Regions from separate parts of the Rattus norvegicus genome. Here region 2 is linked to region 1. A link is a contact called in public Hi-C data. All regions are on one chromosome and are shown on one strand. The core of a region is the stretch at or near the end of the contact, and the rest is flanking DNA. Distances in the headings are between cores, read along the strand shown.

Region 1 (5,759 bases), core at 1,595-4,094:
AAGGCCAGCCTGGTCTACACAGTAATTTCCTGGACAGCTAGGGCTAAACAGAGAAACCCTGTCCCCAAGCAAACAACCAACAAAAGGAACCTTCACGCAGAATGTGCTCCCGCACGCCTCTGTGGGATCTAGGCTCTACGACACTTGGAGCAGGAGTCATCACCTTCACTTCTCTCACGCATCCTTTGTTAGACAAGGGGCCAAAACCACAAAGCATTGTGAGCGTCTCTTCTGAGTTCACAGTGGCACACATCCGTGCCTCTTTCGTGTGTATAGAATACCTTCAGTATCTGGGAAGTGGAGGCAGGAAAACCAGCAATCCAAGGCCAGATCCGGTTACAGAAGTTCTAAGCCAACCCAGTCTACACAAAACCCTATCTCCACAAAAGCAAATGAGCAGTGCCACATCCCTTTGATCTCAGCACTTGAAAGGTAAAGGCAAGCAGATCTGAGTTCAAGGCCAGGCTGGTCTCCAAAATGAATTCCAGGACACTGGGGATAAAGAAACCCTGTCTAGAAGAACAAAAGCAAACAAACAAAACCAGAATTTTTGGCCACTTAGGAAAAAAAAAAAAAAAAAAAACTCCAAAAGGGAAGAGTAGCCAGTTTCCTCTGAGTCAAACCAGTGTTTCACTTAGCCATCAATAGAGTTACCTTTTTCTTCGGTCCATTCGTGTGCACATAGACTAGCTTGTCTTTTGCATGTGAGATGCCAAGAGCTCTTCCAATCACGCTGTTGAGAAGGTTTTTAGGCTGTGGAAACTCTTTTAATAGGTCCCTAGAAGCTAAGAAAATAAGAATGAAATAATTACAATTCTTTTTCTTTTGAAACTCCGTAAGGTAGGGGAGAGAGAGAGAGAGAGAGAGACAGAGAGACAGAGAGACAGAGAGACAGAGACAGAGCTCGAGCTCGCTCGCTTGAGCGCATCAATCAAAGTTGCTCTGGGCTGAAGATGTGGCTCAGGACCCCAAAGCAGTCAATGGAGTTAGGAGTCCTCGGAAAAGGGCTGGTTTGGTCAATAAACTGCGTGAGTCTGATGTCTAAAAGAGGGTACTCAAAAAACAAATAAACTGCAGAGTGGTGGTGATACACATCTCAGAAGACAGAGGCAGGTAGATCTCTGTGCTCACAGCCAGCCTGGTCTATAGAGTGAGTTCCAGGACAGCCAAGACTATATAGAGAAAGCCTGTCTCAAAAACAACAACAAAAAAATCCAACCAACCAACCAAAAAACAAACAAACAAACAAAAAACGCAACCCAAAAATATGTTCTACGCATGCCCAGGACCTTCCTAAAGCAATTCACACAGTGAAGGACAGGCCCCTTGCAGATCAGGATGCGGCCCAGACTCTGAAGATCATGCCTCCACTCTCAACTAATCCTAGCACTCTGCACAAGTCCTCTCTAAAGCTCATAGGAAGGCTCACAGCCAAGACAAGGCATGAGCCAACCCTCCTGCCTCCCTGACATAGGGGAAGGGTCATCAGATACCAGTAGGTCATCTCTTTCCTTCTACTTACTCTCTGCATTAACCTCAAAACGAACATGCTTGAGCAACCTCATCTAGCAGCAGCTCCTGCCAGATACAGGCTTAGTTGGACCACAAGGAGGCAGCATAGCCCAGCTCAAAACAAAAGAAAGTGCCGTTCACATGCAGTCAGAAATCTTTCAGGAAAGGCTTCTGAGGTCTTCTCATTCAACACCTTCAGTGTCTGCACTACATTCAACTTCTATCACTCCACAGACTAATTGCTCCATAGGTTATCATGTACTTGATTCATCATAATCATTAGGGAAGTTTTCACACAGAAGTGGATAGAGTATTCTTCAATGGATACCTGAGAATTCCAGCAATGTTCGGGCAAGTTTATGTTTTTTTAAAAATTCATTTCTTGCTAGGTCAGTGCTGAAAACGTTTAATCCCATCACATGGAAGACAAAGACAAGGGAACTGTGAGTTTCAGGCCAGCCGGGCTATAGGGTGAGACCCTGTTTCAAAAATAATCTTATTACTGTGTGTACACATGTATGTGAGGTCAGGGATAGCCCTGGCAAACCTGTTCTCTCCCTCCACTGCAATCAGGGGTTGGAACTCGCTCAGGCTTATCCACCAGACTTGCAAACACTTTTACCAGCTGAGCCATCTCACCACTGCTGCGTTTTGGAACATTCCTCCAAAACTTCTGACATAACCTGGCTATCTAGTTTGGGATATTTACCTGGGGCAGACTTCGGTGTCAACTAGAACAATAGGAGGGTCCAGCCTGGACTACTCTCCTAACTGCTGTCTTATAAAGCATGTAAAAATCAAGAAGTTACTAAACGGCATCAAGACGGTTGAAAGCATCTTGCAGCCCTACTTTAAGACAGATATGCAGACACCACACCTCCAGATCTTCAGGATGGGTAAAGGTTAGCTCACTCCGCCTATCTTAATGGCCATATTCTCACCAGTTCTATTCTCTGCACTAGTCAAGAACAATAAAACCACCGACTACCAAAGAAGACATTGTGTCTCTATTTGATCTTCTGAAACTCCAGGTGTATTTGGGGCTAAGTCCAACTGTGAAGTCAGAGCTAACACTCAATGCCACTCAATCAGGCAGAAATAGGATATTTAAGGGATTCCCCCGATCCATCCACATGCAGAAGTGCTGGGTTCTGGGTGGACCTAAGACATACCAGGCTTTTTAACAGCAAGGCAGACTCACAGATGTAAAGCATTTAAACTACTTTCAAAAATAAAGCCTTGACCTGCGAGGCCGGACACTGTACGGCACCCCTTGCTTTTCTTCCCTAGTCAAGGACGTCGCAGCCAAATCTCAGCTTCACTGTCCTCACCGTTCACCATGCTTCCGTCACCCTCCCCAGGTTCGCTAGGGGCCACCTCTGATTCGACCTCGGCAGCTTCCTGAGTGCCATCGGGGCGGACAAAGCTTGATGAGAAGCCGCGCGAGCATCCTTGTCGCCCGGCAGCGCGGGGATCCGGCGGCCGGAGGCGCGGAGAGACGCCGGCAGCCAGCGCCATGAGCCGCCTGGCAGCCGCCATCGCGATCCCACCAGTCCCCGCGGCCCTAGACCGCGACAGTACCTTCGAGGGCTCAGCAACCGGTAGCAGTACCGTACGCCCTCTGCTGGCCAGGGGGACTCGGTGCCGACCTGAGAGCAAGGAAGCTAGGATGCAGCTAGATGCATCCCACAGCCTGAGCCTCCTCGCCTGGAAATGCAAACCAGACTAGGCATCTGGATCTCAACCAAGAGAGGGAACAGGATAATCTTAGAAAATAGCGCTAGGCATTTGCTCAACGTCCACTCAAGGAACCGAGCCAAGTTCCCTCCAGGTCCTACACATGGTAAACTCCTTACAGGCTGCTTCATAACGCCTGGCTTGGATGTAGATACAGTGTAAGCAGGGCACCCATCTCCTTCCTATAGGTAATCCTGAAGACTCTAGAACAGGGAAGACCTCTCAAATATCAACTGATTTTATCTCCTAGAATGGAGTCAAGGGAGAAAGCACTTGGGCACTGTGCCAAGAACTGAGCTGACTCCACAGTTAAGAGTGCAGTTCTGCTGTTCCTCACTTGTGTGAAGACTGCAATGCCACTTCCAAACTAATATGCCTGGATTTTATTCCTCTTCTGTCTCTTAAGGCTTTTGAGGACTTGGAGGGCTGGGAATGAAATTAGATCTGAAAGCAGTGGCTATGTGGAGAGTGGGCATCAAAGTCGCAGGACGTTGGGAGAAAACTTTGCTGGGGGGGGGTTGCAGTTGGGTAAGTGGGGAAGAAGAAATTTGTTTCATTCAAGCCATGACTTGAATAATCCTCTGGAGAGCTCATTAAAACAATCACTGCTAGGCATGGTGTTTATACATTTAATTCTAACACTTTTAAGGCAGAGGCATCTGAGTTTGATGCCAGCCTGGTCTATAAAGTGAGTTGGAGGACAGCCAGGACTACACAGAGAAACCCTGTTTCAAAAAATCAAAAATCAAATAAATAAAGTACATTACTAAGCTGGTTGTGGTGGTCAAACCTTTAAACCCGGCCCTAGGTAGGCAGAGGGAGGTGGATCTCTGTGTGCTGTGAGATTGAGTAGCAGGACTGCCAAGGTCCATAGGAAAACCAGACGAGTGGTGGGCCCTGCTGAAACCCGCACTCACATGCAGAGGTAGGCCTGCTACACGTTCAAGTCCAGCCTGGTCTCCACGGGAAGCTCCAGGCTGATGTGGGTTATACAATGCAACAAAAAAAAAAAAAAAAAAAAAAATCAAACAAGGGGTTGGGGATTTAGCTCAGTGGTAGAGCGCCTGCCTAGCAAGCGCAAGGCACTGGGTTCAGTCTCCAGCTTCGAAAAAAAAAAAGAAAAAAGAAAAAAAAATCAAACAAGAACACATACAAAAAACTGCTCTGGGGATGGAGTTTAGTTCATAGTGCTTGCCCAGACTCCATAATTATGTTCACAGGATTTGACCATAAGCACTGTATAGTGGAGTATGTCTCTGAACCCCACATGGGGAAGTGGAGTCAGGAGGACTGAAGTTCAAGGCCATCTCTGGCAATACAAAGTAAAAAGTTGAGGCCAGCATGAGGTTCTACTTCTTTTCCTTTATTTTGAGACACACATAGCCCTGGCTGTCCTAGAACTCACTCTGTATACCATGCTGGCCTCAAACTCACAGAAATCCACCTGCCTTTACCATCCAAGTTCCAGGATCAAAGACATATACCACCACCACCACCCCCCACCTACATGAGCCACTATGCACATGGTAGACAGACATATATGAAGGCAAAACATCCATACACATAAAATTAATTTAATAATAGATAAATAAGCTGGACAGTGGCCAAATACCTCTAACTCTGATGTCAGCCTGATGTATAGAGCGAGGACAGCCAGAAGTGCACAGAGAAACCTTGTCATTATATATATATATGGCAGAGCATGATAATATGCTTCCCTAAGGACTTTGCATTTGGCAGTGTGGCTCATTACTTTGCCAGAAGTCTAACCAGCTTCAAAATTGGTCCTCAAAGACTATAATTTTTTTTCAAAAGAATGAAGATATTTACCAAGTCAGGGTGGGCACAACAGTGGCTGAGGATAAAGTGAGAACTGCGTTGTCTGGAGAAAAGACCCTACCTAGAAAGCGATCTATGCCCATCGAGATCCCCTCAGTAATGCACTCTGCTCTGCTCGGTCAGCCAGTTAGTTATGTGTATGGATGTTCGCCTGCATGTATGTCTGTCCACCAAGTGGTGGCTCATGTGGCCGGCGGTGGTGACACATGCCTTAGGTACCAGCATATGGATGGCAGAGGCGTAAGCGTGTTCATGCATGATTCCTAGCTTTGCTTCCAAAGAGGCCAAGTGACACACACAGAGCAACGCTGCTATGAACTGTTACACATCTGAGCCTCATGACAGGAACATGGGCATCTGCTAGGCCATTTTCTCTATTCTTAAAACACATTTTAGGGCTGGAGAGATGGCTCAGAGGCCCTGACTGCTCTTCCAGAGATCCTGAGTTCAATTCCCAGCAACCACATGGTGGCTCACAACCATCTGTAGTGAGATCCGATGTCCTCTTCTGGTGTGTCTTATGTCTGAAGAAAGTGACAGAGTATTCAAATAAATAAATCTTAAAAAAAAACAAAAACGAAAACCAAACATTTTAAACAGATGCCTGAAATTTTATGTTAAAAACAAAAACCAAGAAACCAAGGGGGCTGGAGAGTGGCTCAGTGGTTAAG
Region 2 (5,759 bases), core at 973-3,472, 190 kb after region 1:
GAGACAGGGTTTCTCTGTACAGCTCTGGATATCCTAGAACTTGCTTTGTAGGCCCAGCTGTCCTTGAACTCAAAGAGATCCCCAGGCTGCCTCTGCCTCCTGGGGTTAAAGGATGCACTACCACAAGTGCTCTACCACTGAGCTAAATCCCCAACCCCTTACACTCGTTCTTAATCTATGTTAAAATCTTTCTTGAGATTGAAAGGATGGCTCAGCCAGGGCTGGAGAGATAGCTCAGTGGTTAAAGCACTGACTCCTTTCTAGAGGTCCTGAGTTCAATTCCCAGCAACCACATGGTGGCTCACAACCATCTGTGTTTTTTTTTTTTTTTTTTTTTTTTTCCGGAGCTGAAAACCGAACCCAGGGCCTTTTGCTTACTAGGCAAGCACTCTACCACTGAGCCAAATCCCCAACCCCTCTTTTCTGTTTTGGTTTTTTTTTTTTTTCACAACCATCTGTAATGGGATCTGATGCCCTCTTCTGGTGTGTCTGAAGACAGTGACAGCGTACTCATATACATTAATTAAGTAATTAATTTTTAAGAAAAGGTGGCGGGGTTGGGGATTTAGCTCAGTGGTACAGCGCTTGCCTAGGAAGCGCAAGGCCCTGGGTTCGGTCCCCAGCTCTGAAAAAAAAGAACCAAAAAAAAAAAAAAAAAAAGAAAAAAGAAAAGGTGGCTCAGCCAGTAAGAGCACTTAACTTGGAGGTCCCTGGAAGACAGTGTTTTGGATGGCAGTTATGAGGACAAAATTCCCTGATTCGATTTTGTTTTTGTTTGTTTGTTGGGACAGGGCCCCTCTCTATGTAGCCCTGGCTGGACTGGAACTCACTGTGTAGACCAGGCCAACCCTTAACTCACAGAGATCTGCCAGCCCCTATGTCTGAAATTTGGGGATTAAAGGGGGATGGCACTGTACCAGGCTAAGCCCTGTGTTCTTGGCCACACCAGTTTGGAGGGACGTCTCAGAACCTGTACAAGAAGCCAGGCATGGCGGAACATATTTTGTAATCTCAGTGATGGCCAGGTAGGTGGCTCCTGGGGTTCACTGGCCAGCTAGTCTGACTGACCTGGTGAAATTCTGGGCCAGTGAGAGACTCTGTTTCAAGCCAAAGGCGAAAGGCACCCACGCTCGCCACTGACCTTCAAACAACGGGGAGAGCCAATCCCCGGAAGCTGCCCTCTCTCTTCCGCATGCACACCCTTGGATGGAACACACTCACAGCCATCCCATAAACAAATATTCCAGCCAAATTAAAGTATGAAACTAAGAGAGACTTTAAAGGCCGCCCTCGGCTACACAGTGAACTTGAGGCCATTCCTGGTCTATGTAAGATCTTGTCTCAATAAACACACTGTGCTGGGCATGAAGGTGCACAACTTAACCCCAGCACTCTGGAGGCAGAGGTAGGCTGATCTCTGTGAGTTCAAAGCTGGACTGGTCTACCTAGCAAGTTCTAGGCCAGCCAGGGTGGCACAGTGAGACCCTGACTCAAAAAAGCAAAACAAAACAAAATCTACCAGCATCAAAACTAGGGGCTGGGGATTTAGCTCAGTGGTAGAGCGCTTACCTAGGAAGCGCAAGGCCCTGGGTTCGATCCCCAGCTCCGAAAAAAAGAACCAAAAAAAAAAAAAAAAAAAAAAAAAAACTAAATGACGAACTAGCCACAACTTTGATCGATTTGCTTGTTTTAGTAAATCTAAGTAGACTTTTTTTTTCTGGATATGAAAATTTATTATTCTGTTTCCATTGTCAAAATTTTATGATCTTGGTCTTTCCTTCTTGCCTTTGTACAGAGCCAAAAGAGACACATTGGCTACTTTAACCACCTTAAAGCGGACTCCAGGAATATCACCCACGGCATGGCCTTTGCGACCAAATCCAACAACCAGAACTTTATCATTTTCCTCAATGAAGTTCAAGCAACCGTCATTGGGCACGAACGCTGTGATCTTCTTGCCGTACTTACTGAGCTGCACCCTGACACACTTCCGGATGGCAGAATTTGGCTGTTTGGCTTCAACCCCTACTTTTTCCAGCACAATTCCCTTTGCGTGAGAGGCACCCCCAAACAGATTGGCCTTCAGGGCTGTGCCCAAGTGGGCTTTCTTGTACTGTTTATCATGCCACTTTTGGTCCCGTCGGTGACTGCGGAGCTTCCGGGCAGTACAGAGACCACGACACTTACCCATCTTGCTGGCGCCACGGGCCGGAGAGAAAGAGCTTAAGTAGACTTTCCACAATTAATAATATTTTATTTGCTCTATGACCCTAAGGTCAGTAGCTCCCAACCCATGAGTCTTGAGTCTTCATTCCTTCGGGGGCCACATATCAGAAATACTGAATATTAGATATTGACGTTATGATTCCTAATAGTAGCAAAATTACAGTTACGAAGTAGTAACAATAATATTATAGATGAGGGTCACCACAACATGAGGCACTGTATTAAGTAAGGGTCACAGCATTAGGAAGATTGAGAACCACTGCCTTAGGACCAATTCAACAGAATAGACGTCTTTATTTCTTCGGACAGGACTTCATCTAGCATAACCTGGCCTCTAACTCACTACAATGCTAAAAGATCTTCCTGGCTTCACCACTCACATGCTGGGAGTACATGTGTCCAGGGCTAAGTTCAGTTTTTATGGTGTGCTAAGGATTGAACCAGGAAGTCTTGCATGCTAACCTAGAAGTCTACCAACTGAGCTACACCCCAAAACCAAGTTCTCTAATTGCCCTGAGGTTGAATGGGGAGTAATTATGCACACAAGTAAGAGGAATGGGGCGGCTGGAGGGATGGCTCAGAGGTTAAAAGCACTGACTGTTCTTCCCGAGGTCCTTATTCAATTCCCAGAAACACATAATGGCTCATAACCATCTATAATGAGATCTGGTGCCCTCTTCTGGCCCTAGGCAGAACACTGAATACATAAATGAATTGTTTTTTAATTTAAAGTATGGGTAGTGGAGTGGGTAGTATATGATGTTGAATTACCAGGTGGCAATCATGACCCTGGAAATAGAATTTGTATTCTATAGCTCCATACTTTGTAGAAACGCTTTGAGGCTATAGGAAACACAACTCTTGTAGCTCAGGTTTCAAGAACTTTTCTGGTCTTCCGCCATGTCAGCCCAGAAAGCCCTGGGTGAGACAACAGTGCAGAAGTAGGCGGGGCTCCCCGGAACCTATTTCCCAAGCCTGGGAGGCTGCTATGGCCAAGTGATATCTGGACACAGCTTAATAACACCTAGACTTTGAGAAGGAAAAAAAGTCAATAGACCACGAAAATGTTCTGACGGAAGTATTACAGGAGTCAGAAGGAAAAGCCCCTAGGAAGTGTTATCAAGATGGCCCAAGCCTTCAGCTTCTGCCTGCAAACGTCCGAACTCCTGGTAAGAGGCCTCTCTCTCCAGATGGCATGCTTAATTTCAGGGCTTAGAGTGATGGCAGGCTCACAGCGCAGAGGGCTTGAGAAGCATCTGATGTTAGATAGCACTGTTCTTCGAAATGATCTGTCAGCTGCCGCCCCTCCTGCCTCCACTGCGCTTGGGCCAGTGGCCACAAGCTCCTGCTTCCGAAAAGCCCATTCATAGCCTTCTTTCTCAAGCTCTCATCTCAAGCCTGACTTCCCTGTCTACACAAAGCCACCCTTTCTTCCCAGGGACCCAGGTGGCAGTTGAAACTGTACATAATGACTCCTCTTTCTTTTGGCCCCATAAAGCCCCAAAGGGCAGCCCAGACGGAAGATCTGCTTTGTCCGTGCGTGGTGTCGAGGAGTCAGATGAGGGCACTTAAATCTCCATTTTCACCAGAACCTGCAGGGCAGCACCCCAGCGCTAACGGACACATTACAGACCAACCCTCTTGACTTACAGACAAGACACAGGCAAGGCTCTTTTCTCTCAGCGAAGACTCCCTGCCTCCCACCTTCCCTGGGAACCGAAGTGGGCTGGTGGGCTTACTCTCAGGTCCCAAACTCACTGGCCCACAGGGGCCTTTCCTCCCTGACCTCCGCTGGCTGCTAATGAGCACCACTTTCGGCCTTCCGCAAGCTTCTCAGGATCCTGTCGTTTTCTGAATATTTCACCTTCACTTCTGGACAGGATTCAGTGCCTTCCACTTCAGGCGGTTCCACCACCTCTAATGCAAGGTAAATCATGCTGTTGGCTTCAAGGCCGTTAGAACTACACACCCATTCCATTTCTCCCAGCTCCTCAGCAGCAGGACACCCAAAGCCCTGCTCTTGTTTTCTATCCACACTTAACTCAGACCCTTTTGTCATCTCAGCAGCGACTATGTGTTCTGCCTCTTTTGTCAGCATGCGTGCCATGAGCCCCCAGGCTGCGACAAACAGTACCTCATTTCAGGCAATCAGCACAACTGCTGGTCGCCCAGACGTGACAAACCAGGTAGAGAAACCATTCCAGGGCTGGAGAGACAGCTTAGTCAGTAAAGGGCTTGCTTGCTTTGCAGACATAAGGGTCCTGAGTTCGATCCCCAGCATTCATGCGATCCCAGTGCTGGGAAAGTAGAGACAGACGGATCAATGGAATTCTTTACAGCCAGCCCACCCTAATTGGCAAGCCTAAGATCCTGTTAGAAACTCCGTCAACTGGCAAGATGGCTCAGTGGATAAAGGTGACTGCTGCCAAGCCCGATGACCTGAGTCAGAGCCCTAAGGACCCTCATGGTAAAAGGACAGAACTGACTCCTGTAAGCTGCCTTCTGTCCTCTACACCAAGTTATGATGTACATGTACCTCCCCTGCCCAGTAAATAGATTGCATGTAATTTTAAAAATTTAAGAAATCTTGTCTTAAAATACAAGGCCTTAGGCTAGTGAGATAGTTTCAACAGGTGAAGTGGTTTGATTGAAAATGGCCAGGCTGGAGAGATGGCTCAGAGGTTAAGAGCACCCGACTACTCTTCCAGAGGTCCTGAGTTCAATTCCCAGCAACCACATGGTGGCTCCCAACCATCTGTAAAGAGATCCGGTGCCTTCTTCTAGTGTATCTGAAGACAGCTACAGTGTACTTATATATAAATGAATAAATATTTTAAAAAAGAAAAAGAAAATGGCTGGGGGCTGGAGAGATGGCTCAGTGGTTAAAAGCACCGACTGCTCTTCCAGAGGTCCTGAGTTCAAATCCCAGCAACCACATGGTGGCTCACAACCATCTGTAATGGAATCCGATGCCCTCTTCTGGTGTGTCTGAGGACAGCTACAGTGTACTCATATACAAAATAAATAAATAAGTCTTTAAAAAAAAAAAAGAAAAAAAAGAAAATGGCCGGATAGACTCAAAGGGAGTGGCCATGTTGGAGTGGGTGTGGCCTTGTTGGAGTGGGTGTGGCCTTGGGAATGTGTGCCACTGGGGGGGTGTGGGCTCTGAGGTTTCAGAAGCTTAAGCCAGGCCCAACTGCATTCTTCCTGCTGCCTGAGAACCCGGATGAAGAACTCTAAGCTACTTCTCCAGCACCATGTCTGTCTGTGCCACCATGCTTTCTGTGGTGTTGATAAAGGAATAAACCGCTGAGCTATAAGGCAGCCTCAGTTAAATACTTTCCTTTATAAGAGGCGCCGTGGTCATGGTGACTCTTCAAGACAGCAATAAAGATCCTACGACAGCACAGAGTGCTTGCCACCAAATCTGATGACCTGAGTATGATCCCTGAGATCCACATGGAGGAGGGAAAGAACCAAACTCCTAAAATTTGTTCTCTGGCTTCCACACATGTACCATGATAGACCCACAT

What was found. A called contact is a pair of places that touch in the nucleus more often than the background predicts.
Region 2: a contact with region 1 is called in a Hi-C map of the A7r5 cell line, with 6 times the contacts expected there. The contact joins the promoter of Rps23-ps11 here to the enhancer-like site in region 1. A contact is called at or near these places in 7 of 12 Hi-C or Micro-C datasets (the A7r5 cell line, the Rat2 cell line, Schwann cells and 4 more) and 1 of 1 datasets of contacts at active chromatin or transcription factors (oligodendrocytes).

Annotation. Positions count from the first base shown.
Region 1 is chr8:118,956,202-118,961,960 of GRCr8, forward strand. Dhx30 (DExH-box helicase 30) reads right to left here. Exons shown (of 22, transcript NM_001013249.1): 5 at 655-785. Among named protein-coding and RNA genes, the nearest start is that of Dhx30, 16 kb to the right of the region's middle. Within about 2 kb of position 2,845, at least 27 of the 93 cell types and tissues checked have an H3K27ac peak or open chromatin away from gene starts, as enhancers often do. A contact at or near this core is called in the A7r5 cell line and Schwann cells, where this site is marked.
Region 2 is chr8:119,142,012-119,147,770 of GRCr8, forward strand. Rps23-ps11 (ribosomal protein S23, pseudogene 11) reads right to left here and starts at 2,223. Exons shown (of 1, transcript XM_039082879.2): 1 at 1,709-2,223. The coding sequence starts at 2,191. The coding sequence ends at 1,760.